7 separate regions of the Mus musculus genome follow, and regions 2, 3, 4, 5, 6 and 7 are each linked to region 1. A link is a contact called in public promoter capture Hi-C data. All regions are on one chromosome and are shown on one strand. Each heading gives the region's core, a stretch centred on a gene start, on an enhancer-like site or on the middle of the called end of the contact. The rest is flanking DNA. Distances are from core to core; before and after follow the strand shown.

The links. Promoter capture Hi-C pulls out the DNA fragments that hold promoters and counts their contacts.
Region 2: a contact with region 1 is called in a promoter capture Hi-C map of hippocampal neurons, with 4 times the contacts expected there. The contact joins the promoter of Trpm2 here to the promoter of Prss57 in region 1.
Region 3: a contact with region 1 is called in a promoter capture Hi-C map of liver, with 6 times the contacts expected there. The contact joins the promoter of Tle6 here to the promoter of Prss57 in region 1. A contact is called at or near these places in 5 of 39 promoter capture datasets (hippocampal neurons, liver, neutrophils and 1 more), 1 of 115 datasets of contacts at active chromatin or transcription factors (astrocytes) and 1 of 9 other capture datasets (liver).
Region 4: a contact with region 1 is called in a promoter capture Hi-C map of stem cell-derived epiblast-like cells, with 4 times the contacts expected there. The contact joins the promoter of Pfkl here to the promoter of Prss57 in region 1. A contact is called at or near these places in 4 of 39 promoter capture datasets (cranial neural crest, liver, pre-B cells and 1 more) and 2 of 115 datasets of contacts at active chromatin or transcription factors (embryonic stem cells and microglia).
Region 5: a promoter capture Hi-C map of neutrophils shows a contact between it and region 1, with 10 times the contacts expected there. The contact joins the promoter of Gna15 here to the promoter of Prss57 in region 1. A contact is called at or near these places in 3 of 39 promoter capture datasets (hippocampal neurons, liver and neutrophils) and 1 of 9 other capture datasets (liver).
Region 6: a contact with region 1 is called in a promoter capture Hi-C map of neutrophils, with 10 times the contacts expected there. The contact joins the promoter of Dohh here to the promoter of Prss57 in region 1. A contact is called at or near these places in 5 of 39 promoter capture datasets (the C10 cell line, cranial neural crest, hippocampal neurons and 2 more), 1 of 484 Hi-C or Micro-C datasets (B cells), 2 of 115 datasets of contacts at active chromatin or transcription factors (astrocytes and embryonic stem cells) and 2 of 9 other capture datasets (adipose tissue and liver).
Region 7: a contact with region 1 is called in a promoter capture Hi-C map of liver, with 7 times the contacts expected there. The contact joins the promoter of 4930404N11Rik here to the promoter of Prss57 in region 1. A contact is called at or near these places in 5 of 39 promoter capture datasets (the C10 cell line, cranial neural crest, hippocampal neurons and 1 more), 1 of 484 Hi-C or Micro-C datasets (B cells), 4 of 115 datasets of contacts at active chromatin or transcription factors (astrocytes, embryonic forebrain, embryonic stem cells and 1 more) and 2 of 9 other capture datasets (adipose tissue and liver).

What each region holds. Positions count from the first base shown.
Region 1 is chr10:79,787,144-79,790,758 of GRCm38.p6, forward strand. Prss57 (protease, serine 57) reads right to left here and starts at 1,842. Exons shown (of 5, transcript NM_001042710.1): 1 at 1,700-1,842; 2 at 215-368. The coding sequence starts at 1,799.
Region 2 is chr10:77,967,964-77,971,578 of GRCm38.p6, forward strand. Trpm2 (transient receptor potential cation channel, subfamily M, member 2) reads right to left here and starts at 1,909. Exons shown (of 34, transcript NM_138301.2): 1 at 1,820-1,909; 2 at 1,194-1,336.
Region 3 is chr10:81,599,344-81,602,958 of GRCm38.p6, forward strand. It overlaps Tle6 (transducin-like enhancer of split 6), which reads right to left and starts at 1,557. Exons shown (of 14, transcript NM_053254.2): 1 at 1,455-1,557; 2 at 692-772. The coding sequence starts at 736. It overlaps Gm32024 (a long non-coding RNA gene), which reads left to right. Exons shown (of 3, transcript XR_003949022.1): 3 at 1-27.
Region 4 is chr10:78,008,165-78,011,779 of GRCm38.p6, forward strand. Pfkl (phosphofructokinase, liver, B-type) reads right to left here and starts at 1,643. Exons shown (of 22, transcript NM_008826.5): 1 at 1,435-1,643. The coding sequence starts at 1,519.
Region 5 is chr10:81,522,351-81,525,965 of GRCm38.p6, forward strand. It overlaps Gna15 (guanine nucleotide binding protein, alpha 15), which reads right to left and starts at 1,875. Exons shown (of 7, transcript NM_010304.3): 1 at 1,460-1,875. The coding sequence starts at 1,604.
Region 6 is chr10:81,382,430-81,386,044 of GRCm38.p6, forward strand. It overlaps Dohh (deoxyhypusine hydroxylase/monooxygenase), which reads left to right and starts at 2,005. Exons shown (of 5, transcript NM_133964.3): 1 at 2,005-2,149; 2 at 3,290-3,615. The coding sequence starts at 3,345. Gm48551 (predicted gene, 48551) reads left to right here and starts at 2,005. Exons shown (of 6, transcript NR_168929.1): 1 at 2,005-2,149; 2 at 3,290-3,615.
Region 7 is chr10:81,363,962-81,367,576 of GRCm38.p6, forward strand. 4930404N11Rik (RIKEN cDNA 4930404N11 gene) reads right to left here and starts at 1,859. Exons shown (of 4, transcript NM_001014836.3): 1 at 1,743-1,859; 2 at 781-1,019; 3 at 581-706; 4 at 63-275. The coding sequence starts at 1,825. The coding sequence ends at 103. Mfsd12 (major facilitator superfamily domain containing 12) reads left to right here. Exons shown (of 10, transcript NM_028657.4): 10 at 1-2,264. Fzr1 (fizzy and cell division cycle 20 related 1) reads right to left here. Exons shown (of 14, transcript NM_019757.1): 14 at 2,918-3,589. The coding sequence ends at 3,548.

The DNA.
Region 1 (3,615 bases), core at 592-3,091:
AGCTGGAGTCCCCGGACTGTGCTGCTCTCCCCACAGTTAATGTGAGTCCAAACAGTAGCACATGTCGCTTGTGTCGAAGATGATCATAGTTATTATGTTTGATTGTTATCACCAGAAGTGCCCGGGCGTGGGGGTAGAGAGTTGGTCCTGTCTGTGTCACATCCTGGCTTCCTGATGGCCTTAAGTTTATCCCTCAGTGGCCCCAGCATGTCACCTGTCACTGAAGCAATGGGCAGCTGACACCACCCAATGGGTATGAATCAGGAAGCCTCCACAGTAGTGATGGCCCTCGAAGCTCACAGAGGCCATATAGGGCCGGGAATGTGGCGTTACCTCATGGCCTCCAACAATGTAGGACCCACAGCAACCTGGAAGAGGTGGGGCAATGTGAGAGACAAGGACAGGACAGGTAAATCAAGGGCAATGGAGCACAGCCCTGGCAGGGAGTAGGGGTGGAGGCTGGGCTGAGAGGAAGGGGCAAACCTAGAGGGAGGCATCCAGGAAGCAAAGGCAGGAGGATCTCTGTGGGTTCAGAGTCAGCCTGGTCTACATGGAGAGTTACAGGCCAGCCAGGGCTACATGATGAGACCTCGCCTAAGAGTGAGTGTGTGTGTGTGTGTGAGAGAGAGAGAGACAGACAGACAGACAGACAGAGACAGAGACAGAGACAGAGACAGAGACAGAGACAGAGACAGAGACAGAGACAGAGATGAGACAGACAGACAAAGCCAGTCCCAGGCACCCTCAGCACCACATAAGCATGGTGTAGCAGTGCAGGCCTGCTGTTTCAGAACTCTGGAAGTGGAGGCAGGAGGATCAGGAATTCAAGGTGATTCCCTTTTCAGCTGCCCAGCTATTTCAAGGTGCCTGGACCACGAGAAACCCACTTTACTTAAGAGAAATAGAGGGGACCAAGTGGTGGGGCACACCTTTAATCCCAGTGCTTGGGAGGCAAAGGCAGGCAGATTTCTGAGTTCGAGACCAGCCTGGTCTACAAAGTGAGTTCCAGTACAGCCAGGGCTACACAGAGAAACCCTGTCTTGAAAGCAAACAGATAGACAGACATGGATGGATGGATGGATGGATGGATGGATAGATAGATAGATAGATAGATAATTAAAGACTGAGGCTAGGAGACCTTTTGGGCCTGTGATAGGTTCAGCAGGCAAAGGCACATGCTACCAAGCTTGACAATCTGAGTTTAATCCCAGGAACCCCTATGGTAGAAGGACAGAATCGACCCCTGCAAGTTTTCCACTGGTTGTGACAAGCACTATCTACATGTACTCTCTCAAAATAAATAAATGTAATTTTTAAAAAATAGGAGGCTTGGAGAAATGGCTCGTTATTTAAAACCCCTGGCTGGTCTTACTGAGGACTTAGATTCTAATGCCAGCATCTACATGATTGTTGGAACCGACTGTAAATTCCAGGGGATCTGATGCCACCTTCTGGTTCCTCCAGGTACTGCAGGCATGCAAACATACAGGCAAAACACTAATACACACAAAAATAAAAACAAAACAAAACAAAAGCTAGGAAGCCCAGTCTCCACGATCTTGTACCTGAGGTGGCTGAAGTCCCTACTGGCTGCCCCACCCCCACCCCATAGCCTCCTGCCTGAGCAAGAGTACACGTGCATCCTGTGTGGGAGCCTGGTCACCTTGGGTAGGGTCTAATGGCCATTTGGAGTTCTCACCAGGGAGCCACATGAGCTGGGTCAGGGCAGCTGCTGTAGTCAGCACCAGACAGTGCCAGCCTCCTCTTGTCCCAGGCACCATAGCTGTAGAGGATGGCATCTTTCTGGTGAGGTCTGCAGGTGCAGGAGGCACCCAACGGTTCAGTCCAGAAAGTTGTTCCGGGTCTGTGGTCTGTGGTCAGAAGGTGGAGCAGGCACTTCTGGAAATCAGGGGAGGCCACGTTACTGTTTCTTGTCTCCAACTGTGCTGCTCATGAAAACCCAGAAGTTTAGAAACAAGATTGGTTTGTGAGCTCAAACTCCCCTTGTACCTTCCTACTAGATTATCTGGCCACTGAACGCATTCAGACCTTCTCAGGGGACAGTCATCCTGGAAGCACCAACTCTGCTTATCTGTCTGTCCCCAGCCAGGTAGCCCAGGAGCAAGCACCTTGACCCTTGACCTCAGTTTCCCCATCATGAACCTGAGGTCAGTGAGGACCATAAAGCTAGTTCTTTGGGGAGGGCTCTGAGTTGGGCTGACTTTATTGCTTTTACTGAGGTCCTACTGTATACCATACTTCCTTGGAAGAACTGGGGACATAGCAGAGAGTGACCCTAAGGTCTGGAGTCCAGAGACCACCCATCAGGATATGTGCTGGGCTTGGGTTTCCTCGTGGTGGGGACCTTTGGGAGAGAAAGTTCAGTTATCTGGCCTCTAATTCAATACGCTCTTGAACTAGCTATCCAGCTGAGAATAGCCCTGAACGCCTGCCTGCCTCTCCCTCCTCTATCCTCCAAGTGCTAAGGCCACAGGTGTTGTCTACCATGGACCCACGTAAGGTGGGAACATAAGCTTCCCCTAGGTTGTGAGATGGAGCCCAGAGCACACACTGGCTGGGCTTGTACTGGTCCATGCTTGTTAGCAGATGCTGCAGCTTTAATTAAGTCTGCTACAGGCTATGCCCTAGTTGGCCTGTAGGACCCACCCCAGGGCTGATGCAAATGGTAGGTACCTAAGAGCAGAGAGGGGCTTGGGTGAACTCAGGGTGCACAGTGGTCCCAGACAGCTCAGGAAGGGGAGAGGGCTCAGGGTCAGCAAGGGCATCCTGCAGGAGAAGGCACTGTTGTCTTAGCAACAACCTCCCAAAAGGGTCACTCCATCCCCCACTGAGGATGCAGGGGGAAGCTCTGCACCATTGGCCTTTGAGGGAGCCAGGGCTCAGGAAGGTAGTAGTGACCAGACACAGAGCAGGAGGGGAAGGAGGGAGAGACCCCAGAGAGCCAGGGCCAGAGGAACATAAGAGAGTAACAGAAACAGGTGAAGGTGGAATGAGACAGAGAGGGAGGGGAAGACAAAGACAGAGATAAGGACAGAAAGAAAGCCAAGCCTGAAGAGGATGCATACCTTTAACTCCAGCTCTCTGGAGACACTGGCAGATGGGTCTCTGAGATTAAAGCCAGCCTGTTTTACAGAGTGAGTCCTTGCCAAACAAAAAGCAAGCAAGCAAGCAAACAAACAAACAGAAAGCAGGTCTGGGGAGAAGGCTTAGCAGTTTAGAGCACTGGCTACTCTTCCAAAGGACCTGGGTTTGGTTGATAGCACTCACATAGTGGCAGTGGATCTGTCCCCACTTCTGGCTCCTGTGGGTACTGCATGCATGTGGTATATACACACAGAAAAACACTCAGAAAATAACAAATAAAATAAATGAGAGGGAGACAGAAACAGAGATGAAGACAGCGATATAAAGAGAAATCAGCGGGGATGACGACAGAGAGTGGGAAGGTGTGTGATGCAGGGTGGGCGCGTGCCTTTAGTCCTAGCTCTAAGGCAGAGGCAGGCAGATCTCTGTGAGTTCAAGGCCAATCAGGTCTATAGAGTGAGTTCCAGGACAGCCAGGGCTACACAGAGAAACTGTGTCTCAGGGGGGAAA
Region 2 (3,615 bases), core at 659-3,158, 1.8 Mb before region 1:
AAGCTGTTCCTCTGCCCACTCGCTGATCAGCCCTCCTCCCTGATCTCTCCAGGGCTCTTGGGGCTGAACTGTGGCAACAGATTTTGGCTTCAGAGAGATGCTCTGGCCCCTCTATCTGCTGTTTTTTCCCCAGGCATAACCCCAGGGCTGTGAGACTAAATACTAGACCAGCCCCTTGCAAAGCTGCAAGAGTCCAGGACATTGCTTGTCCCTGTGCAACTTTTCAGAGACTTAGTCTTGTACACTCAGTAGCCTCCCATCTACAGAGAAACAGAGAAGCCCACTTGACAACAGAAGAAAGGAAGCTAATACAGCAGTTGGTGTGGAGAGACCTATATTAAAGGCAGCTCCTGAGATAGCCTGCCCTCCAGATGCTAGGCGTGAGTACACAGTATGCCTGTCTGAAGGCTTGGCCTGTCCTAAGGACTCCGAGGTATTTGAATCCAGATTCACATTCAGACAGCTCCTGTCTCAGCACAATCACTGAGTCTCTGCAGATGTCCTCGAAAGCCAGCTGCAAACCACCCTGAGATGCTCTCCCACCTGAAGCCACCACTGCTCTTAGGCCACACTGTGACCTTGGCTCAGCTTCTTTCTCCCCCCATCCTCTGTCCAAAAAGAGTAAAAGGCCATAGATGGAGTCAGGAAGACTGACAATGCCCTCAGTGGGGTTCCCCAGTCACTGACACCTATGGGTGTGTGTGTGTGTGTGTGTGTGTGTGTGTGTGTGTGTGTGTGTGTGTTCAGAGTACTCCAAAGGGCAAAGAATGAATGGACAGACAGATAGAGAGGACTTGGCAGAGCCTACACCCTGGGTACAACATGACATCTGTAAATGTATTCATCTGGGTCATCAGAACTACCTGTAGAAGACAGCAGGCTGGAACAGAGCAAGGCCCCCATGTGGGATGAGCCTCCAGACCTGAGCTCTATACACACACACTGGTAGAGACAGGAAAGGGCTCAGATGTGAGGAGGAGGAGTGGTACACCCTCCGCTACAGCCTCAAGCAACTGAATCCAGCCCCTGCTGAGAGAGCCCGGTTAGGAATGGATAGAAGATAGCCAAATCCGACTGGGCTCTGGGCACATCTTCCAAGTAGCTAGTTACCCTCAAGACTCCTGGACCAGCGTGTTTCTGGCCACCACACCCACCCCGGCACACAAAAGTACCAGCAAACATACGGGACTTACTTTATTGGGAGGGAGGGCTTATGAGCCCTGGCTGGGGGCTGGGGCATGTGGCACCTTCTTTACCTCACTCACTGAAAAATTCTGCATCTCTCAGGCTTCCCAGTAGCTCTCTGCTTGCTCCCAGGCATCCTGGACATACTGGTCTGGAAAGCAGTTCAGATTTTATAAACAGCTAACCACAGGAAAGGGCACAGAAGCTAATGCCCTCAGTCCTCTGTGAGGGTCCAGAGAAGAGCGGGAGCTGAGAGCTATAGCGCGTGGGCACAGGTCACACTGGCTGACATTGAGTCTGTGCCCCTGTACCAGCTCCAGAGCCTGTACCTAGATGCAGCTCAAACCCTGCACTCCCTCAACACCCCCAACTTACACCTCTACTCCAGGGAACACCCTCCCCCCCACCCCCCCCACCCCAGGCTGAACTCTCTGCACCAGAAAGCAGTCGCATTCTAGCTCATGCCTGCACCCAGGTCGAAGACTTAATCTTTACACTTCTGTCACACTCAAAGGACACTGCAACCCGCTCCCCTCCCCGCATGAGCCCCTGCAATCAGCGTTCCCATCCCCCAACTGAACCCCCATTTCCTCTCCAGATACTGGGTCAGCGCCCCTTGACCAGCGCCGGGTACCTGCTCAGAGGCCGCGCACCCCAGCGTCACACGCGCAGCTGCGCAGGACAGCCGCTCTCACCCGCATCTCATCGCTAGGCGCAGCCTGAATGGCCCGCCCCGCACTCTGCGTCACTCAGCCTGATTGCTTGGCAGCCGCAACTAACTAAGAACGTGGAGCCAAGCATGTGCTGGGCCTCCTGAGATGCTCCACTTGCGGGTCAGCCTCTTCGGGACACCTAGAAAGGCACTTGCGGCCCCGGGAATCAGATCCTCCACAAAGTGTAGGAAAAGATTTGTATATGCCTTGTCTTCAAGCCCTGAACCTCGAAGGAGGCAGCCTGGTATAAAGAGCCAGGGCGCCCCTGTTGGACCTGAGCGGACTTAAGTAGCCGCCTCACTCCTGCCTCAGTACCCTCCTGCTAAAAGTCCCTTACAGCTACCCTCACATTAGCTGTGCTCCTCACAGGAGCACCCAAAGCCAAAGACAATTCCCAAGGGGACCTAAAGACTGGGGCAGCCTCAGGGTCCCTCCAAGTGTGTCACACAACAGAGGAGACAGAAAGAACCAGTAGGATGGATCCTAAATTGAGCCTGCAACAGGGCTGGTTTCAAAGATGCCCACCCTATCCCCAGTTACCCTGAATGTGTTGTGCCTGGTTCCTGAGCGTGATGAGGGCTGTATTGACTCCTGGGAAGACGACTGACACTTCCTTCATCCCTGAATCACACTCTTTCCTCTCCGTTCCCAACACCAGTCTGCAATGCCCAACAGAACCCCTGAGCCATTGGCTTCAGTGCCAAGAACATGAAGAGGATTGGTGTATGTATGACCTCTGATGTAAATTGTGGGGGATCTGCCCAGGAAGTCATGCCTGGCCAGCAGCTTCCTTCCTCATTTCCTCCCCAGGACTAGGTCCTCCGTGCAGACCCTGATTCAGCATGTACTGTTGAAGGTCCTTCTACAGCCGCCCTGTGGCTTCCCCTCCCCAAATGAGGCAACCAGCCTGCTGATGCTCACCACGCCTCACATCTTCCCATCCAGCCACCCCAGTCTGGATGGAGCCATGGTAAAGATGCACTATTTGCGCTGGGCGTGGTGGTGCATACCTCTAATCCCAGCACTCGGGAGGCAGAGGCAGGCGGATTTCTGAGTTCGAGGCCAGCCTGGTCTACAGAGTGAGCTCCAGGACAGCCAGGGCTATACAGAGAAACCCTGTCTCCAAAAACCAAAAACCAAAAAAAAAAAAAAACACTGTTTGCAGGGACAGCACTTGTATGAAATGTTGTTAGGAATAATGCCATAGGTGGAGGTGGAGGTGGAGGTGGAGGTGGAGGTGGAGGTGGAGGTGGAGGTGGAGGTGGAGGTGGAGGTGGAGGTGGAGGTGGAGGTGGAGGTGGAGGGGGCTGTTTCTCCTCCAAAACAGTGAATGGCGAGGCAGGTCACAGGCCAGATAACGTGCATGTGGTCACCGGTGCAGTGACTCTGCTCTATTAAGTTGCATGCTGCACGGGCATCCAGATGGCTTGAGCACCCAGATGACTTCCCTGTCCCCTGCTGTCTGGCAACTAAGGCTCCAGGAGTGGTAGATTAGAGACTGAGCTGCCACTCCCAGGGAACATGCCCAGACCCATCGTTAACATGTAAGGAAGTGGTTACCCCGCCCCCCCCATGCCGTCTGCGCATGCTCCTTCCCTAAGACATCTCATTAACTGAAATCACCACGGGCTGTTAATATTTCATAAGACAGTAATTGCAGCATGGCCAGCTGATAAGCGGACTGGCCTCTGGTTCCAAGTAGCCCAGGCCCCCTGAG
Region 3 (3,615 bases), core at 307-2,806, 1.8 Mb after region 1:
ACATTACTTTTGTTCCTATAACCGTAACATTACTAGCGTTATGAATGCAAAAAGCTGACATTCAGGGTATGGAACCACCAAAGGGTCACGACCCACAGGTTGAGAACCACTGCCCTACAGTCAATTTAGTACACAGACTTCTGATATTACCTTAACTTTTAGAGAAACAAGGAAGGAAAAGAAGGGGAAAGGAGGAGGGAGGAGATATAACTCCTCCCCCAAAGGGTCTATGTAGCCGATTGTTCTGGAATTACCTAGAGCTGGCTGTCCTTGAACTAAAAGATCCACCTGCCTCAGCCTCCCAAGTGTGGATTAAAGCTGGGCAACGATCTTTAATCCCAATATAGTGTTAACACATGGAACTAAAGAGCCACTTGCTAGGAGAGGCTCAGCCCTGACCACACCAGGTGAACACCTAGTGTTAATAATCACCACTTGATTGACATTGGGAAAATGTGGGCCCGGTCTGGTCTATGGGGGTTTTCACCTGCGCTGTCAGGGGTCACAGGTGCAGGCACTGAGGGGCTCAGGCTGGGGTGCAGGCCTTTCATCTTAGCTAGGTAGGCAGGATTGCATGAGCTCCCGGTGCGGGGTGGGGGTGGGGGGGGCAGAGAGAACTAGTCTCCAAAACCCCAAACACAGTAGGAAGAGAGGAAGCTAACTGTGCCCCTCACCACCATTTCTCTCTCACCAAAATTCCACCAAAGGTGTCACTGCTCTGTCTGTGGGAAGTCATCTAGAAGATTCTTGAGGTCACAAATCTGATTAAGTCCTATAAGAACAGGTATAGGTTTTTAGAAGGCAGAAAAGCCGACTCCCACCCCCATCCCCGTAGCCTCTTCATCATCTGGACCCAGCTGGGGAGGAAGCCCCTTCCCCATCCCCATGTCTTCTGCGCTCCCTTTCCCCAAGACCCGGCTTTACTACTACTACTAAGGTTTCAGACACACACCCCCAGCTAAGGGCCTCATTAGTATCTCTTCAGATACCAAGAATAGAGAACCAGGCACCTCCAACTCCCTAGCGGGATCAGCCAGAAATGTGGCTAGTCGTGGACCGTTTGCCAGGCAGGCCGGGCACACGCCTTTAATCCCAGCATTTAGGAGGCAGAAGCAGGCAGATTTCTGAGTTCGAGGCCAGCCTGGTCTACAAAGTGAGTTCCAGGACAGCCAGGAACCAATAAGCCAAAAAACCAAAACAAACCAAAACAAAAAAAGTTTTCCAGGCGTACTAGTTAAGCCTGCATGTGGTGCAAATATATACGCTCAGGCACACACTTAAAACATTTTTCAAAAAAGAATAAAGGAGACAAGAGAAACGACACTTGGTTCACTCCCAAATCACTCAACCTAGGTAAACTCCCCGCTGAAGTCGGTTTTGTGAGGGTCCACACCCCTCCCTCGGGCTCCCTCTTCTCCCGACCCGCCCGCAGGAAGCGGGCTGCCCTCACGCACCACCTCTGAGGTTAGGGAGGCCCCAGGGATCCCAGAGGAAGCCTCTGAGGTCAGCCAGGGTCAGGCCAGGAGGAAGCCCCTCCTGCTGGGCCCCGGGCCATTTGACCCCTCTCACCCCGCCCCTCCAGCCTAGGCCACGCCCTACTAGGCCACACCCACACACCACGCCCCCTGCACCCACCGAGGGAAGCGTGTATCAGGGCCCAGGCCACGGTGCACGTGGGCCCCGGACTCAGCGAACCGCCCCTGCAGGCCCTGACCAATCAGAAGGCGGCGAGCCCACGTGGGCTGCGAGCCAGAATGCTCATTGCTCAGTTTGTGGCCGTGCTGTCAATCACGGAGTTCCTGCTTCGGCTTAACCCTCGCGTTCCAGGTGTGGCGATTCGGGAGCTGGGAGAATTTCAGAGTGTTTGGTGAAAAGTCTGATTATTTGGGGCATTCGAGACGGATCAGCAGGTGAAGGTGATTGCGGCCTAGACGTTTGATCCGAACTCGATCCCTGGGATCCACAGGGTGGACCACGAACTCACAACTCACTCTTGCACGTACACACACACACACACCCCACACACACTTTTCTTTTAAATCTTACTGAAACAGGAGAATCAGGATTCATCCTGGCTGGCCCGCATGTGCCCTGGGCCCTACCCCCAGCACCACTTGAAGACACCTTCATTATCCCAGCACTGGGGAGGTAAAAGTAGGAGGGTTAGGAGTTCGAGGTCGTCCTGAGTTAGATAGCAAATTCCAGGTTAGCTTGGAGTACAGGAGACTGTCTCAAATGAGAGAGAAAGGAAAGACATCGGGCACAAAGCCACACAAGCCCAGACCCCCATATTCAAGGACAGGAAGTGAAGCAGAACCCTGAGCTCCCTGCAAGGCTCAGCCCCCATCCCTGGCCCTGGATGGAGGATCCTGGAGTAAGCTGAGGATGGCCTGGGTTAGAGTGGACTCTCTGGACCTCCCTAGCCTCACTCCTACGTCCACTCCAGCCACAGATGGGGGATGTGAAATTAAACCACAGTCACCACTTTGGACTCGGAGGCAGGGGCAGTGACGGTGAGTTTGGGGCCAGCCTGGTTTCCATAGTACAAGCAGGTGTAAAACAGAAAGGGCTGTGAGAGGGCTTAGTGGGTAAAGCCCATTGCTGCTCAGCTTGAGTTTGATCCCTGCGACCCACACAGTAGAAGGTGAGAATGTGTTCTAATTCCCAAGAAGTGTCCTCTTGCACCCACATACCACACATGAACAAGTGATTGCAACTCAATTAGGCCTCTGTCACAGCAACTTTTCCTTCATTGAAAAGTATTTAAGGGACTGGAGAGATGGCTCAGCAGTTAAGAGCACTGGCTGATCTTCTAGAGGATCCAGGCTCAATTCCCAGCAACCACACGGTGGCTCACAACCATCTATAATGCGATCTGAAGCCCTCTTCTGACTTATAGAGCACTCACATATATTAAATAAATAAATCTCTTTTTTTTGTTTTTTGTTTTTTCGAGACAGGGTTTCTCTGTATAGCCCTGGCTGTCCTGGAACTCACTTTGTAGACCAGGCTGGCCTCGTTCTCAGAAATCCACCTGCCTCTGCCTCCCGAGTGCTGGGATTAAAAGCATGCACCACCACGCCCAGCCTTAAATAAATAAATCTTTAAAAAATATATATTTTAAGGCCAGGCAGTGGTGGTGCATGCCTTTTATCCCAGTTCATGGCAGAGGCAGATGAATCTCTGAGTTTGAGGCCAGCCTAGTCTACTGAGCAGGTTCCAGGACAGCCAGGGCTACACAGAGAAACACGGTCTGGGAACAAACAAACAAACAAATTAAGTGTACAAATGTTTGCTTGCATGCACTCAAACCATGTGTGTGCCAGGTACCCTCAGAAGCCGGAAAAGGGTGTTGGATTTCCTATAACTGGGGCAGACATATGGTGCTGGGTCCCCTGCAGGAACAGCTAGTGCTGGTAACTGCTGAGCCGCCTCTCCAGCCCCATATACATATATACTTTTTCTTTTTATCCCGGCCCTGCTTTTGACCCCATGAGTTTTGCACATACTAGGCCAGTGCTCAAGCCATTACTATCCATTTCAGCCAGGACTGTCATTGACAGGACCAGTGGGACTATAGGATCTTCATTTCCAGAGGGCTGCCCATGGCAGGAA
Region 4 (3,615 bases), core at 393-2,892, 1.8 Mb before region 1:
AGGGCCTCCTGTCTCTGGTTCCTCCACCAGCCTCCAAAACAAATGTCTGTCACCCTGGTGGCCCTGGCCTGGCAGCTGCCTCTCACAGAAGGCAGCAGAAGTCCTCGCGCAGAGACCACTCAATATTACCATCCCTCAGACACTGGGGCCTCCCTTGCTCAGACAGGAGCCTGAGGTGGATAGCCTATCTATGCCTGCCAGAGGCAGGAGCCCTACAAATGGGACTCAGGACTCTGCTGGCCTCACTGAAATGCCTATCTAATGGGTGATGTGGGCCTAGTCAGGGCCTCTCTTGTGGTCCACTACCATGGGTGATTCTTCCACAGGTCCCCGGCCCAGTCTCAGTGACAGCACTGGGATGTACAAGCTGAAACAGCCCTGAAAAAGGGTATGCTGACTGCCAGCCTAGACCAGGCCCAGGGGACCCAACAGAGATTTGAGATTTCCAGCATTATGGGAGTCAGAGTGACATTTTTTCCTGCCTTCCTGGACTTGCAATCATGCTTGTAAGATGTATCTATCCTGTGTTGTTCCTACCGATCTCTTAGGTAAGGGCTGGGCAGTCAGGAACCCCGCTTAGGAGCATGTGTGTCTGTATTTCCTGAAATGTTTGGAAGGAAATGGCGAAGCTCAACTGCAGTGCTCAGGGAAGCCAAGCCCCTTGAAGCTCCACGTGTCTTCCTCAGCCCCCAACTGGGTAGTATTTCTTTTCAGCCGGACCCAACTAGAGCCACAGACTTCGCACATCAGCAGTCAGCCTGGAACCAGGCCACCAAGAGAGGGGCTGAGAAGAGGGCAGATCCTCCCAAGCCCAGACTTTTCCCTAGCCTTACCAGGCCGAGAAGAGGCTGTGCACCCTCAACTATTAGCCCTGTGGTGCTTGCCCTGTTACACCGGTAAAAAAATACCCCCGCTCCACGCCCTCTGTTCTCCACTTAAGTCTCCATCCAAGGGACAGGAAGCAGCCCAGGCAAAGGCGTGTGGGCAAGCCTGCCTCAGTCTCACCCCATCCCAGTACAGAGAAGGTAGGAATCACAGGCTGCACGGGGGAGGGTACAGGGTCCCTGATCCTTTCAAATTCCGGCCTGTGAAACTTGGCCGGCTGTGCTTCTCTTAGAGGTCCTGACACGTGTGGCCTAGAAAGGAATAGCCCGGTGCCCTAAGTCTGCGTGCTGCGCGGACACACCCCCAAACCGGGCGGACCTAGGCAGCGCGAGGGCGGGGCGTGCCAAGGCCCGTGGCCTGCAGCACGTACGCCAGCTACCCGGGGCGGAGCTTGGGGACAGGGACCTGAAGCCACGGTGCTCCACAGGAGATTGGCTGGCCAAGTACACCCCAGATCCCTAGGCGAGGGGCAGTGGACAAGCCCGAAGGGTTCCGAGGACAGGCAGAAACCCCAGATCCATCCCTAAACACGCCCCCGCGTCCCATCACCTTGCGCATCACCGCCGCTGGTCAGCACTCCAATGGCCTTGCCAGCCCCCGACATCCGCAGTTTCTCCAGGTCCACGGTAGCCATGGCGGCAGCGGAGACCAGGAGCCCAAGCTCCTCTCCCGCCGCTCTGCGTTCCGCGCCGCTGTCGCCTGTCCCCGCCCCGTGCGCCTGCCTGTGTACCCGGTTTGTCCCGCCCCGCCCCGGCTCCGCCCCCAGTATAACGTTTGACTGACAGGCTCGGGGACCTGGTCGCCCCTCTAGTGGCTGCTGGAGAAGGTAGCTGCGCTAAGAAAGGCGGAGCGCACGCCAGTCTACAAATGTCTGCGCAGCGGTTCCGGAACCCTGGTTCCCCAGGCCCGCCACCGAACTCCCCAGGTACCCAGCAGCTAGGATCAACGTCCTCACCAAATGAAGTTCACAACCTGAGCCTGACTGAAGTTTCTGGGCAAGTGGAGTTCATGCTACAGCAAGCTGATTTTACATCTGTCCAGGCGCTGTTAAAGGAAACCTGTAGCCAAGTCTCACGGGCATTTTAAATCCCACTTGGCCAGCATCCGGGGATGCAGGTGTGGCTTGGGTGAGAATTCCTAAGCCGCTCCTTGAGTTGATTTAGGCTTGCAACAGTCTCCTTCGAGCCGAAGTTAAAAAAAAAAAGGAAAAGGAAAAAAGCCAAACAAACAAAAAAAGGAGAAAGAAAGAAAGAAAGAAAGAAAGAAAGAAAGAAAGAAAGAAAGAAAGAAAGAAGGAAAGAGAGAGAGAAAGAAAGAAAGAAAGAAAGAAAGAGAGAAAGAAAAAGAGAAAGAAAGAAAGGGAGAAAGGGAGAAAGAGAGCAAAAGAAAACATAGGAAAGCTGCAGTTGTATCTGAGACGATAGCCACGATTCGTCCCATCGCGACTGCTGAATGTAGTTGGGGATTTGGAAAGAGAAACACTTAGCGTAGCATTTTTACTTCAGGGTGATTTGCTAAACCTGCCGCTTCTCTCAACTCTCACAGCTCCTGGTTCAGGCGAGTGGCCTTTGCCTGAGCACAAAGTGGGGAACCAGCCCCTCAGGATTGGTTAGAGGGATTCGAAGCTGGTGGAGCAATGGTCAGATCCAGGACTCTCAAGGAAAGCTACCCACAGTCCAGAGCGCTGGATCTGGGCTGCCATGGTAGGGCTGTCCTGCAGAGATGAGGGTACCCCATCTGACCCTGACAGTTTGTTGATTTTTGCCTGGTTTTGCTAAATTCTTTAAGAGCTATTTTTATTGTCTGGCAGTGGTGACACACGCTTTTAATCCCAGCATTCAGGAAGCAGAGACAGGCAGATCTTTGAAGGTCAGTTTGGTCGATAGAGCAAATTTCAGGACAGCCAAGGCTATACAAAGAAACCAAGAACAGGGATAAAAGGAATAAAGGAAAGAAGGAAGGGGCGGTCCGTTTAACTCAAATTCTAAGAACATAACAGGGCTTTTGTTGGTGGGGAGTGGGGAGGTGTTTTGGCTGGAGATATGGCTCAGAGGTTAAGAGCACTGGCTGCTTTTCCAGAAGTCCTGAGTTCTAGTCCTGACAACCACATGGTAGCTCACAATCATCTGTAATGGGATCTGGTGCCCTCTTCGGGTCTGTAGGCATACATACAGGCAGGCCATACACACAGTATACATAATAAATAAACCTAAAGAAAAAAAAGAAAAAATGTTTTACTGGATTGTAGGGGGGTTATAACTCCTGCATAAAAGGTTATAAGAGGGCTGATGAGATGGCTCAGTGGGTAAGAGCACCCGACTGCTCTTCCGAAGGTCCGAAGTTCAAATCCCAGCAACCACATAGTGGCTCACAACCACCCGTAATGAGATCTGATGCCCTCTTCTGGTGTGTCTGAGGACAGCTACAGTGTACTGACATATAATAAATAAGTAAATCTTTTTTTAAAAAAAAAAGGTTAGGAGAGAAAAACTTGCTGTAAACTCAAGTTTCAAAGTAGTTTATAGAAAATACTAGCTGGGCATGGTGGCACACGCTTTTAATCCCAGCACTCAGGAGGCAGAGGCAGACGGATTTCTGAGTTCAAGGCCAGCCTGGTCTACAAAATGAGTTCCAGGACAGCAAGGGCTATACAGAGAAACACTGTCTCAAAAAACCAAAAAAAAAAAAAAAAAAAAAAAAAAAAAAAAAGAAAAGAAAAGAAAAGAAAAG
Region 5 (3,615 bases), core at 625-3,124, 1.7 Mb after region 1:
TGAGCCGTCTCACCAGCCCAAAAATTCAAATCTTTTATTCAAACCTCCGATGAGTGGAGCCAGGAAACCAAATGTGTGCTTGGAGAATTTTGAGGAAGAGACGTGGGGACTCCCATCTGAGGGGTGAAGTTAGGGTAGAATGTGGCTTTGTGCTATATCAGAATTATTTTAAGGGCTGGAGAGATGGCTTAGCGGTTAAGAGCATTGGCTGCTTGCTCTTCCAGAGGTCCTGAGTTCAATTCCCAGCACCCACATGGTGGCTCACAACCATCTGCAGTGGGATCTGATGCCCTCTTCTGGTGTGTCTGAAGACAGCTACAGTGTACTCATATAAATGAAATAGATAAATCTAAAAAGAAAGAAAGAAAGAAAGAAAGAAAGAAAGAAAGAAAGAAAGAAAGAAAGAAAGAAAATTATTTTAAAAGGAAGAAAAAAATTCCCCTTTCAGAAATAGGAATTAAAAAGCACATATTGAGCTATAATTATTTCATCTGCTTATGGACCTTATTTCGTTCCTCAAAGAACATGTGATTCTTTGATGGGATCATCATCACCATCACCCCCCCCACCATCATCATCACCACCATCATCATCATCATCAGACTGGGTCTCAGTATGTAGCTCAGGTGGTTTTGAACTCATGGCAATTCTGATATCTCAGTTATCCAAGTGCTAGGATTACCAGTGTGAAAAACTATGCCTAGCTTTTAGTTCTAAAACAGGGAGTCTTTTGGCCCAGGCTAGCCTCAAACTCTTGTAGCTCAGTGTGACCCTGATCCCATGATGTTCCTGCCTCTGTCTCCGCAATGCTTGGTGACACAATCGTACCTCCCGTGCCTGGCTCATGTGGCCTTGGGATGGAAACCAAGCTCTCCCTGATGCTCAGGGATCTTCCTGCCTGCTGAGCCCCAGTTCCTGTTCTGCCCCTCCCCACTTTTATCAATTTCCGATACAATGTCTCACATGGTCTAGTCTGGCCTCTAATTCACAACCTTCTGGCCTCAGTGTCCCAAGGAATAAAGGATTTTGAAGGAATGAAGGATTTGATTGAAACAAGTGAAGCATTTTGGTCAGTTCGAGAGTTTAGAATTTTTAGTGAATGAGTGAATGAATGAATCCACTGATGCTCATAAGCCCAGAACAAAGCGCTTGGTGACCATGACCAGCAGCTTGGAGCCCTGGCTCAGGCAGTCGGAGGAAGAGACTTAGGCCCTCCCTGAGCCAGCCTGAAGCTCACCTTCATTCCCTTCCCGTGACACATACAGGTGTGTTTATGTGGTAGCACCCGCCAGGGCCACCTCCCCGCAGCCAGATGCACGACTCAGCCGCGAATGAGAGACTCAGCTTCTTGAAGCTTTGCTCTCCCCATCTAGAAAATGGGTCGGCAAGCGAGTCCCTGCTGCCTCCGGAGTCGTTGGCCCCGCCCGCTCTCGGCCCCTGTGCTGCATTCCACACTCACCCAACAGCAGGAGTTTCAATTCCTCGCGCTCTTGTTTTTTCTGTTCCAACAAAATCCTGTTGATCTCCTGGTCGATTCTGGCGGCAGTCTTCTCCTCCTCTGTCAGGCACCAGGGACAGCAGCCCCAAGTCAGGGACCGGGCCATGGTGGGCGCTTCACAGACCACCAGGTGACATCACAGGGCCTGCAGAGCCCAACTGTGGGACTCTTTCTTCTCCGGATGGAGTGGAGGTGGGGGTGGAGGTCACCCCAGGGCCCTCCGTGTCCCTGCCTAGGGCCTGTGGGAGCCCAGGCAAGGGCTTCAAGAGGCCTGGGTGCTGGAAACAGGGCGGGGACCTGGGTGCTGCTTCCCGCCCCCTCCAACTTGCCCAGACCTGGCCCTGCCCGCCAGACAGGTCGGTGGTGGAAGCTCCAGCAGATGAGGAGGGAGGGGTGGCTGCCTTCTGGGAGCACAGTCCTCGAGGTGTCTAACTTGACCCTCCTTCCTCCTTCCCTAAGAGAGTGGCCTCACCCCTGGGCTTCTGACACTGCTGGCCCCAGCTGCCCCCTCCTCTGGGCCAAATAGGAAGCGACCAGTGGGCACAGCTATTGCTCAGGGCTGATTTCAGAACTGCTGAGGCGGGAGGGAAGTCTGTGCTTCCGTGTCTGTCTGGCCTTCCTCAGCACACACTCACTAGTTTGACAGCTGAGGAGACTAAGGCATGGAGTAAAGGCAGGGACTTCCCCAAGACCCATGGAGGAAGCAGAGGGTCATGTCTGGCCCCTTGAGTCCCAGAGAGATTAGCAAGAAGCAGAAGAATCAGTGAGAGAGGGACTGATGCATTTATGGAATGCCTACTGTATACCAGGAAGGCTTCTATTTTGCTCCACAGAGGACAAAACAGAACTTTTTTTGTAAAGTTGGGTGACGGAGAGCTGTTTCAGCGGGTGAAGAAACTTGTGCTGTAGCCTGACCAGAGTCATCCCTGGGGCTCATATGATGGGACGGAGAACCAATTCTGTGGATTACCCTCTGCCTTCCACCTAAATCCCAAACCAAACAGATGGCGACAAGTTCTAAAAGTGCTGCACAGCCATCGAAGGGCTGGGGGCGTAGCTTTAATAGGGAGTCAGGAGAGTAAAGGTGACAGACACTAAAGGACTCTGGGAGCTGAATCACTGGGCTGAGCCCCTCAGACCCCAGGCTACACAGAGTGAAAGTTCTAGATCCTTCTGGCTCGTGTATCTCTAGCCTGGGGAGATAAGCGTAGCCTGGGAGCCTCTTGTCATGCAACTGATCTGGTTCAGAGAGGGTGTTAGACCCCGGAAACACAACTTCCTAGCCTTCGTCCTCCCCTGCTCCAGGTTGGTGGCAGACGGACATCGACAGGTTGGCAGGCCCACGCCTGCTCCACGCTGACTTCAGTTGACTGTTGATTCCTATTGCAGGAGATGGGAAGTGTGATAGGGGCGGGGTGGGGTCACTGAGGCCAGAGGGAGCTTCCCCGCCCACTGAGACTTGTACTGTGGTTGATAGGGAGCAAGCTGGGGGTTGGGTGGGGTTGATGGCGGGGGGGGGGGGGGGGGTGCATCAGAACTGGCCTGGGCTTGCAGAAGCTGGAGAGGCAGCACCCTGCTTGGTCCTTTTGGGGCCAGACACAAGGCCCTTGGGACAACACAGTGGGGACCAAAGCCTCGCTCTGATGCCTCCTGTGGCCCCCACCATTGCCCTCTGTGGGGGTTCCAGCAAGTGGAGCCTGTGAGTCCTGGGCCAGCCTGTGCCACAAAGTGAGACCCTGTCTGAATGTTTACAGGGGTGTGTACTGGGTGGTAAGTTCCCTGTACTTCCGTGAAAACATTGTATCAACTGCTAATAGGAACCTGTTCTCTGTTTTTTTCTACTAATAGACTTTCTTTCTTTCTTTTTTTTTAAAGATTTATTTATTTATTATATGTAAGTACACCATAGCTGTCTTCAGACACCCCAGAAGAGATTCAGTTATCATTACAGATGGTTGTGAGCCACCATGTGGCTGCTGGGATTTGAACTCAGGGCCTTCGGAAGAGCAGTCGGTGCTCTTAACCACTGAGCCATCTCTCCAGCCCACTTTCTTTCTTTCTTTCTTTCTTTCTTTCTTTCTTTCTTTCTTTCTTTCTTTCTTTCTTCCCTTCCCTTC
Region 6 (3,615 bases), core at 755-3,254, 1.6 Mb after region 1:
TTATGTTTTGAGACCTGGTCTCTCACTCCACCCGGCCTCCACACACGCTACCTCACCTGGGGAAGGCACTTTCAGAGCCCACAGGATGTACATGAACAGTTGTGGTCTGTGGTCCCAGAACTCAGGAGGCAGTGTCCCATGTTGGAGGCCAGCCCTGGGCTGCAGAGCAAGATGCTGGTCACAAAAACAAACATCTAGAGAGGAAATCCAACCAAGAAATCAAAAAGTGACTCTGGGCCCAACCGTGTCAGCTCCATTGTGGGTTTCCTCCCATGTTGCTTGCCCATGGAGGACTGCTTAGCAAAGAGCCGCATCACAGAGCAGACGTGATTTTTCTCTTGTATTTTAAGGCAGGTGTTCACTATGTAGCGCTGGATGGAACTTGCTGTGTAGATCTGGCCTCAAACTCACAGAGCTCCACCTGCCTCTGCCTTCTGAGTGCTGGGATTTAAAGATGTAAGCTCAGTTATAAAATGTTTTAAACATTCATTCCCAGTCTAATATTCATTTTACTTTGAATTTTTGGCATGTAAATTGTGTATTTTTAGCGTATGTACTGACATTTGCATTTTCCACATTTATATCCATGCATCATACAAGCCCATATAATAACAGGCTTCCTGGTAGCATTCTGAAAAATAGTGTATTTTTGTCTTAATTTTATTTTTACTTTAAAAATTGTTATTACCATAAATTAAATTTACATAATTATGTAATAACGGACTTCATGGAGGCTGGAGACATGCTTGGTGGTTGAGTGTACTGACTGCTCTTCCGGAGGACCCAGGTTCAGTTCTCAGCACCCACATGGTGACTCACAACTCTGACTCCAGTTCCAGAGGATCTGTCGCCCTAACATAGACACACATCCAGGCAAAACACCAATGTACATAAATCATTAAAAAAGTAATGAGGAAGCCAGGCGTGGTGGCACAGGCCTTTAATCCCAGCACTCGAGAGGCAGAGGCAGGCGGATTTCTGAGTTTGAGGCCAGCCTGGTCTACAAAGTGAGTTGCAGGACAGCCAGGGCTATACAGAGAAACCCTGTCTCAAAAAAAAAAAAAAAAAAAAAAGTAATGAGGAGGCTGGAGAGATCAGTGGTTAAGAGTACCGACTGCTCTTCCAGAGGTTCTGAGTTCAATTCCCAGCAACCACATGGTGACTCACAACCGGTGTACTTATATATTATAAGTACATCTTTAAAAATAAATAAATAAATCTTTAAACCAAAAAAGTAATGAACTTCATGACATTTACACACACACACATATATACATTTGTTTTGTTTTTTCGAGACAGGGTTTCTCTGTATAGTCCTGGCTGTCCTGGAGCTCACTTTGTAGACCAGGCTGGCCTTGAACTCAAAAATCCGCCTGCCTCTGCCTCCCGAGTGCTGGGATTAAAGGTGTGCGCCACCACGCCCGGCTTTTTTTTTTTTTTTCTCCCCGAGACAGGGTTTCTCTGTGTAGCCCTGGCTGTCCTGGAACTCACTCTGTAGACCAGGCTGGCCTCGAACTCAGAAATCCACCTGCCTCTGCCTCCTGAGTGCTGGGATTAAAGGCGTGCGCCACCAACGCCCGGCATATTTAAAAATTTAAACTTCGACTTTATGGTCATGTCACTGCCGTATATCCTGTTGATCCCCAGAATCGAACTCATTCTCAAATTGACTGCAAGTGCCCTCACTGCTGAGATTGCTCGTAACGCCTATTTTATCTCCCATTTCTTTTCCTCTGTTTTGGTCCCAGAGACCATTGGCCGCGCCCTGTAGAACATAGCCACGCCCACTATACACTGCGCATGCGCTATGCACGGCCGGCCCGGTTGTGCTGTGAATGGGATCAAACCATTTTCTTTTCTCTATGGGAGAGACGGTCGGAAACTCTTCTTCCGGAGGAAGACCGGAAGTTGCTTCTCCGGCTCTTAGGACAGTCCTGGGGCGTCGCTGCCGCATCGTTCCGGGTGTGGTCACCCCTAGTCGCGACGATGGTTCCGCCCAGCATGGTCACGTGGCCATCAAGATGGCGGCGTCCAGAGGACGTCGCGCGAGATGCGTCCGCGGACCTGTTCTTGGAGCTGTCGCAGCGACTCTCTCCATCTGTCCCGAGTATACGGAGCTTATTGACGAGTCCCTGTAGACGAAAACACGGTGAGCAGTGCCAGAAGTGCCCCCCCTTCGGGGGACTTCCGCTTTGAGGTACTCGCTGCTCCCGGGAGCGCTGGGATTTCCCTTGAGGGGGTCCTACGGGGAATTGGACCCTTTTCCTTCAGTATTTGACGTCACACAGGATATCATGTAGCCCAGGCTAGCCTCCAACCCACTGTGTGGCTACGAATGGCCTCCTCCTACCCCGTGCTTAGCTGACAGGTTGGCCGCCTATGCGGGGCTCACGTGCAGGCCGGCCCGCGCTTGACCTCTCAGCTTAAGTATTTGGAAACAGGATCTCCTGGGACCGGTTATCTTCCTGCTTCAGCCTCTGCCCAGCCTGGAGCCTTTTTGAATTAAGCGGGAGGCCCCATACCTCGAATGGGCACTCTTGGACCCACGAGATCCTTGGTCTCCCCTGTTGTTGCTCGGGGTAAATCGGGATGTGGGTCTCACTGCCACACAGCTGCTGCCAGCTCCCGTAGACCTGCTTCATGTGTGTTGATGAATTCCATTTTCAAGGTGTGACTGTAGGCTGATGGGCATCACTGGTGAGGCAGCCATACCTGCCTCATTAAACTCGGGGACGCTGGGTGACATCAGAGCCCAGAAGGCCTTCCAGCTTGCCACAGCCTGCTAGTCCAGTTTGTTATGTATGCATCTGCTGTATGTCTAATGGCTGACAGGGGCCGGTCCTCTTATACTGGACGATGTCTGTTTCCGTGTTAATTCATCCGTGAAAGAAAACACCTGTGTGGGAGTGTTGTCCTGCATCTATGGGGCCATGCAGAGGGTACAAGTTGTGCAAAGGCAGGAGCAGGGAGAAGTCCGGAGGGAGGAGGGGACGGATAAAGTGTATCCCACAGGGCTACATGAGAACCTCCAGTAAGGTGGTGTGGGAGGCAGGGGTGAGATCCATTTTGCAACTGACAGTTTCTAGATCCCTCATCTAAGCTATCCTGAAAAAGTCTGGCCAGGTGGTGGTGGCGCATGCCTTTAATCCCAGCACTTGGATGGATGTGGAGAAAGTTCTGTGGCCTGGAGCTCAGGGGTCCTCCTGCCTCAGCATCCCGGGGCTGGAATGGCAGATATGCAGGTGTGTGCCCTAGCTTGAGATTTCCCCTTCTCCTTTTTCTACCGTAGGTTTCTACTGCCTAGAATCCGGCCTTGCAGATCACGTGCTGGGGAGGCCGTTGCCATGGTAACGGAGCAAGAGATAGAGGCCATAGGGAAGACCTTGGTGGACCCCAAGCAGCCCCTGCAGGCCCGCTTCCGGGCCCTGTTTACACTTCGGGGGCTTGGTGGCCCTGATGCTATCTCGTGGATCAGCCGGGGCTTTGAGGACAGCTCTGCTCTTCTGAAGCACGAGCTGGCCTACTGCCTGGGCCAGATGAGGGACGCACGGGCCATCCCTGTGCTGGCGGATGTGCTGCAGGACACGAGCCAGGAGCCCATGGTGCGTCATGAGG
Region 7 (3,615 bases), core at 609-3,108, 1.6 Mb after region 1:
CAGCCTACCGGGAGGCTGTAGGGGACACATGCCCGGGCTGCACGTGGGAGAGATCACCTGGCTTACGGGGACACGGACACACGGGTCGGTAGCACGGCTTTATCAGAGCGCGGGTGTGAAAGCCGGAGGAGGCTGGCCGATGGCCGGGCAGGGCCGCTGCAGGCCCCGCTGTCTGAAGTCCTGCGCGGTGAAGCGCGGCCGCTGTGGCAGCGACAGGAGCGGCACATAGTCGGACCGCCAGGGCAGCTTTGCCCCGAACTGGTTCCTGGTGACCACTGCGGACAGGACCGGACGAGCTCTGCAGCTGCGGGGCCGGGGGTGGGGGGGGGGCTCCCAAATCCTTATGCTGACCGAGCCCACCAGGCCACGCCCATCCTGCGCTCCCGCACCTCTGCCCATTGCTGGCCTAGCCCTCCTTATTTTTTCGTTTTTTTTTTTTTTTAATATTGTTTTCTTTTGACACTAGCTAGCCCAGGCTGCCTCCGGGACCAAAAATCCCCCTATCTCTGCCTCCGAGAGTGGAGTGACCCACGTGCAGTACTACCCCCGGCCCCCTCCTGTCCGCATCCCCTCAGCTCACCGAACTCCTTGCCACGGATTTGCCTGTCCCTCCACTGCATGCACCCCCAGCGCGGGCCTGAGTTGAGATACTGCGCGGTTATCGCGGGGTCCCAGAAGGCCATCTCCCGCAAGTGCTGTGTGTAGGCTGCGGGGAGGCACGGAAGGGAGGGTGTCAGTTTGAGACCCACGGGTGTGCACGACCGGAGGTGGGATACTCACCGGGCGGCAGGCCACGCTGGCGACTCTGAAAGCAGCCGTGCCAACGCGTGTGGGCCTCGCGGTACGGAGTGTCAAGAGCACGGGGCAGCTTGTACCAGGCATCACCAGGTTCTGAGTTGGTCAGGCCGGTGAACCACACCTGGCCGGCCGCATCCCGTCCCATGGGCGTGAATTTCCAGCGCACGGCTTGTTTGATGGCCGGCGCCCAACGGGGCCCCTCCAGGGACACGTAGTCATTGCTGAGGGAGGGTGGGGACTGAGCCAGGGCGTCCTGCTGGTCCCAGCCAGCTTTCCTGTCCCAACTCTTTGCCAAGGTGCTGGGTGAGAGTCATCCCCTTCTACCCATCTCCTCTGTGCACTTTCCCACCTGCAGTCTATATCTTGTAGCCGAGAATGGCCCTGTTTGAGGCAGTTGTCAGTGTTGACCTGGCAGCAATCCTGCCTCAGCCTTGAGCCACTTATGGCTGTTGGGGGAAGGAGGGACCAAGGGTGTGCCTAGCCTGTAACTCCCCACAGATGGTGCATGCATGGGAGGCCATGCAGGCTGCAGGAGTGGGGCTTGCAAGGGACCCACGTGAGGTGGCCTGTCATCAGCACCATGGAAGGCCCAAGTGTGAGCAGACCTATGAAATGGGACTTTTCTGCTAGGTGTGGGTGGCGACACTAAGTGTGCCAAGGCAGGAGGATCTCTGTGGGCTTATGAACAGCTCGGGATACACACAAGAATCTAAAAAGGGAGGGCATTCAGGCACATGGCTGCCACTGCAGCACCTGTAGACAGGAGAATCAATAGACCCCTCTGCTTGGGAGTATGAGTGGCAGCACCTGTCTGCTTGGGAGTGGGTGTGTGCAAATGCCTAACTTACAACCCTTGCATACCTCCATCCCAGCCACCTGAGCTGCTGGTAGGGGTAGGGGATCTGGGGTCTGGGTGAAGAAAGGGACCAAGGGCAGGAACCCACCGGTAGAGATGGTCGGGGAAGTAGAGTTCAAGGGTGCCTGAGGGAACAGAGGGCCGAGTAGCCTCCCGCCTCACGTTTTCCATGTCTGGCCCTGCCTGCCCAGAGGCTCTAGTCACCAAGGCCCTGGGGCCATTGTTGACAGGGACAAAGGTATCCCAGCAACAGGGAAGCGGGCAGCCACAGTCTAAGACCTCAGCTTACTTCCTGGTGCGGGGCTGGGACCCAAAGTGTTCCCTCCCCCCTCCCTGCCCCACAGCGGGAGGTCATGCCCTCTAGAGCGTGGGTCTCCACCCCATCTCTGTCCTCAAGACACATCCAAGTAAGGGCACAGTGACAAAGGCCACAAAGTATGGGCCATGATCTAGAGATCCACAGAAGGAAGTGGATACCTAAGTCTTGGGTTGGGGAGAATGCTCTGGGATCACTGGTGGCATCGCTGAACATGCAGAGCCCAGGGCCTGCTCATTCTGCTAGTGCATCCTGTGTATCTCATGACAATAAACAGCAACAACCAATCTCATAGCTCAGTCAACCCTTTACAGTCTGTATAGGCGGCGCTCCACTTGGGTTCCTGTTTTCTCACCAGACATCACCTCCCCCTCTCTGGTCACCAACATGCTAAGCTTGCTCCAGTCAGGGTCCTGGCCAACTTACCCAGGACACTGCTGTGGGGTGGGAGCCCAAGCCACAGGCCCTCCCTGCTTGCAGTTCTGGCTCTGTAGGCTTTGGTCCTTACTCTCTGACTCACCTGCACCCTGACCTGTATACCAGCCCTTCCCATTCATGGCCTTCACAGTCACAGCTGGCTGCTCTGTCCAGGGCAGGTGCCTTCTGAACCACACACACCAAGAAGGTCAGCCAGGAATCAGAAGGCAGGCTGCACCTACCCCTGCATATGGAACACGCCCAGCAGGATTTCCACCAACAGGAGGTCACAAGGGCCTGTGACACTAGTGCACATCTAAAGGCATTTTGCTTTTGGGTACAGATGTCAACAGCAGCAGGTGGCCCTGAACCTTAAACTCCTGTTAAGTGCAGAACCCACTTAGCTCACAAGGCTATGACTCCCACAGGCCTGCAGGCAGCCAACCCCATAGTGACTGTGTCCCAGGGGCTTCTCCAGCCATCAGCAGTTTTGGGGCAAGGCAACAAAACACAGGAGACCGACCCCAAGGTGTCACAAATACATATATACACACGTGCACACACCATAGGCCACAGCCACCACACTGGGAATCCCCAGGCAAGGGGCAGTGGAGATGGGGTATGAAGACAGGGAGGCCCAGGAAGCTTAGAGGCAGCCAGGAAGAGGCAGACAAGGCAGCTGGCTAGGGACAGGGTGAGCTGACACCCACGGGGAGGGGTTACAGAAGGCGCACACACAGACAAAGGGTGGCAATGCAATCAGAGTCAACGCAGTTAAGAGTGTCACAGGGTGAGAGGCCCAGGTCCCTGCCAGTGCCTCCCAGGGTCTTCTGGTTTGGAGTGGCAGCAGAGAGGGGCACAACGGCTCAGGTCCCCAGGTGACACTGGGTTTGGGGATTTCATGGGATCTCAGCCTCCTGCTCAGCTGTGTCCAATATGGCTTGGGCAGTGGTAACAGGTGGCAAGTGTCCATCTGGCTGAGGGTCCCCATGTCCCCGTCCCAGACACTGGCTCCACAGCTCACAATGAGGCATTTAATGAGACTCTGGGGTCTCCGGCTCCCGCCCGCCAGATGCTTCTGGGGAAGGCGGGCACAGCAAGGCCTATGCATGCTGGCTGCTCCATCTCTGCCTGTGGGCTTCACATCCCGCCTGCGGGGTCTATCGGATCCGGGTGAAGAGGTTGAGCACAGACACAGATTCCTGGGAACAGGGGATGCAGGTGACTG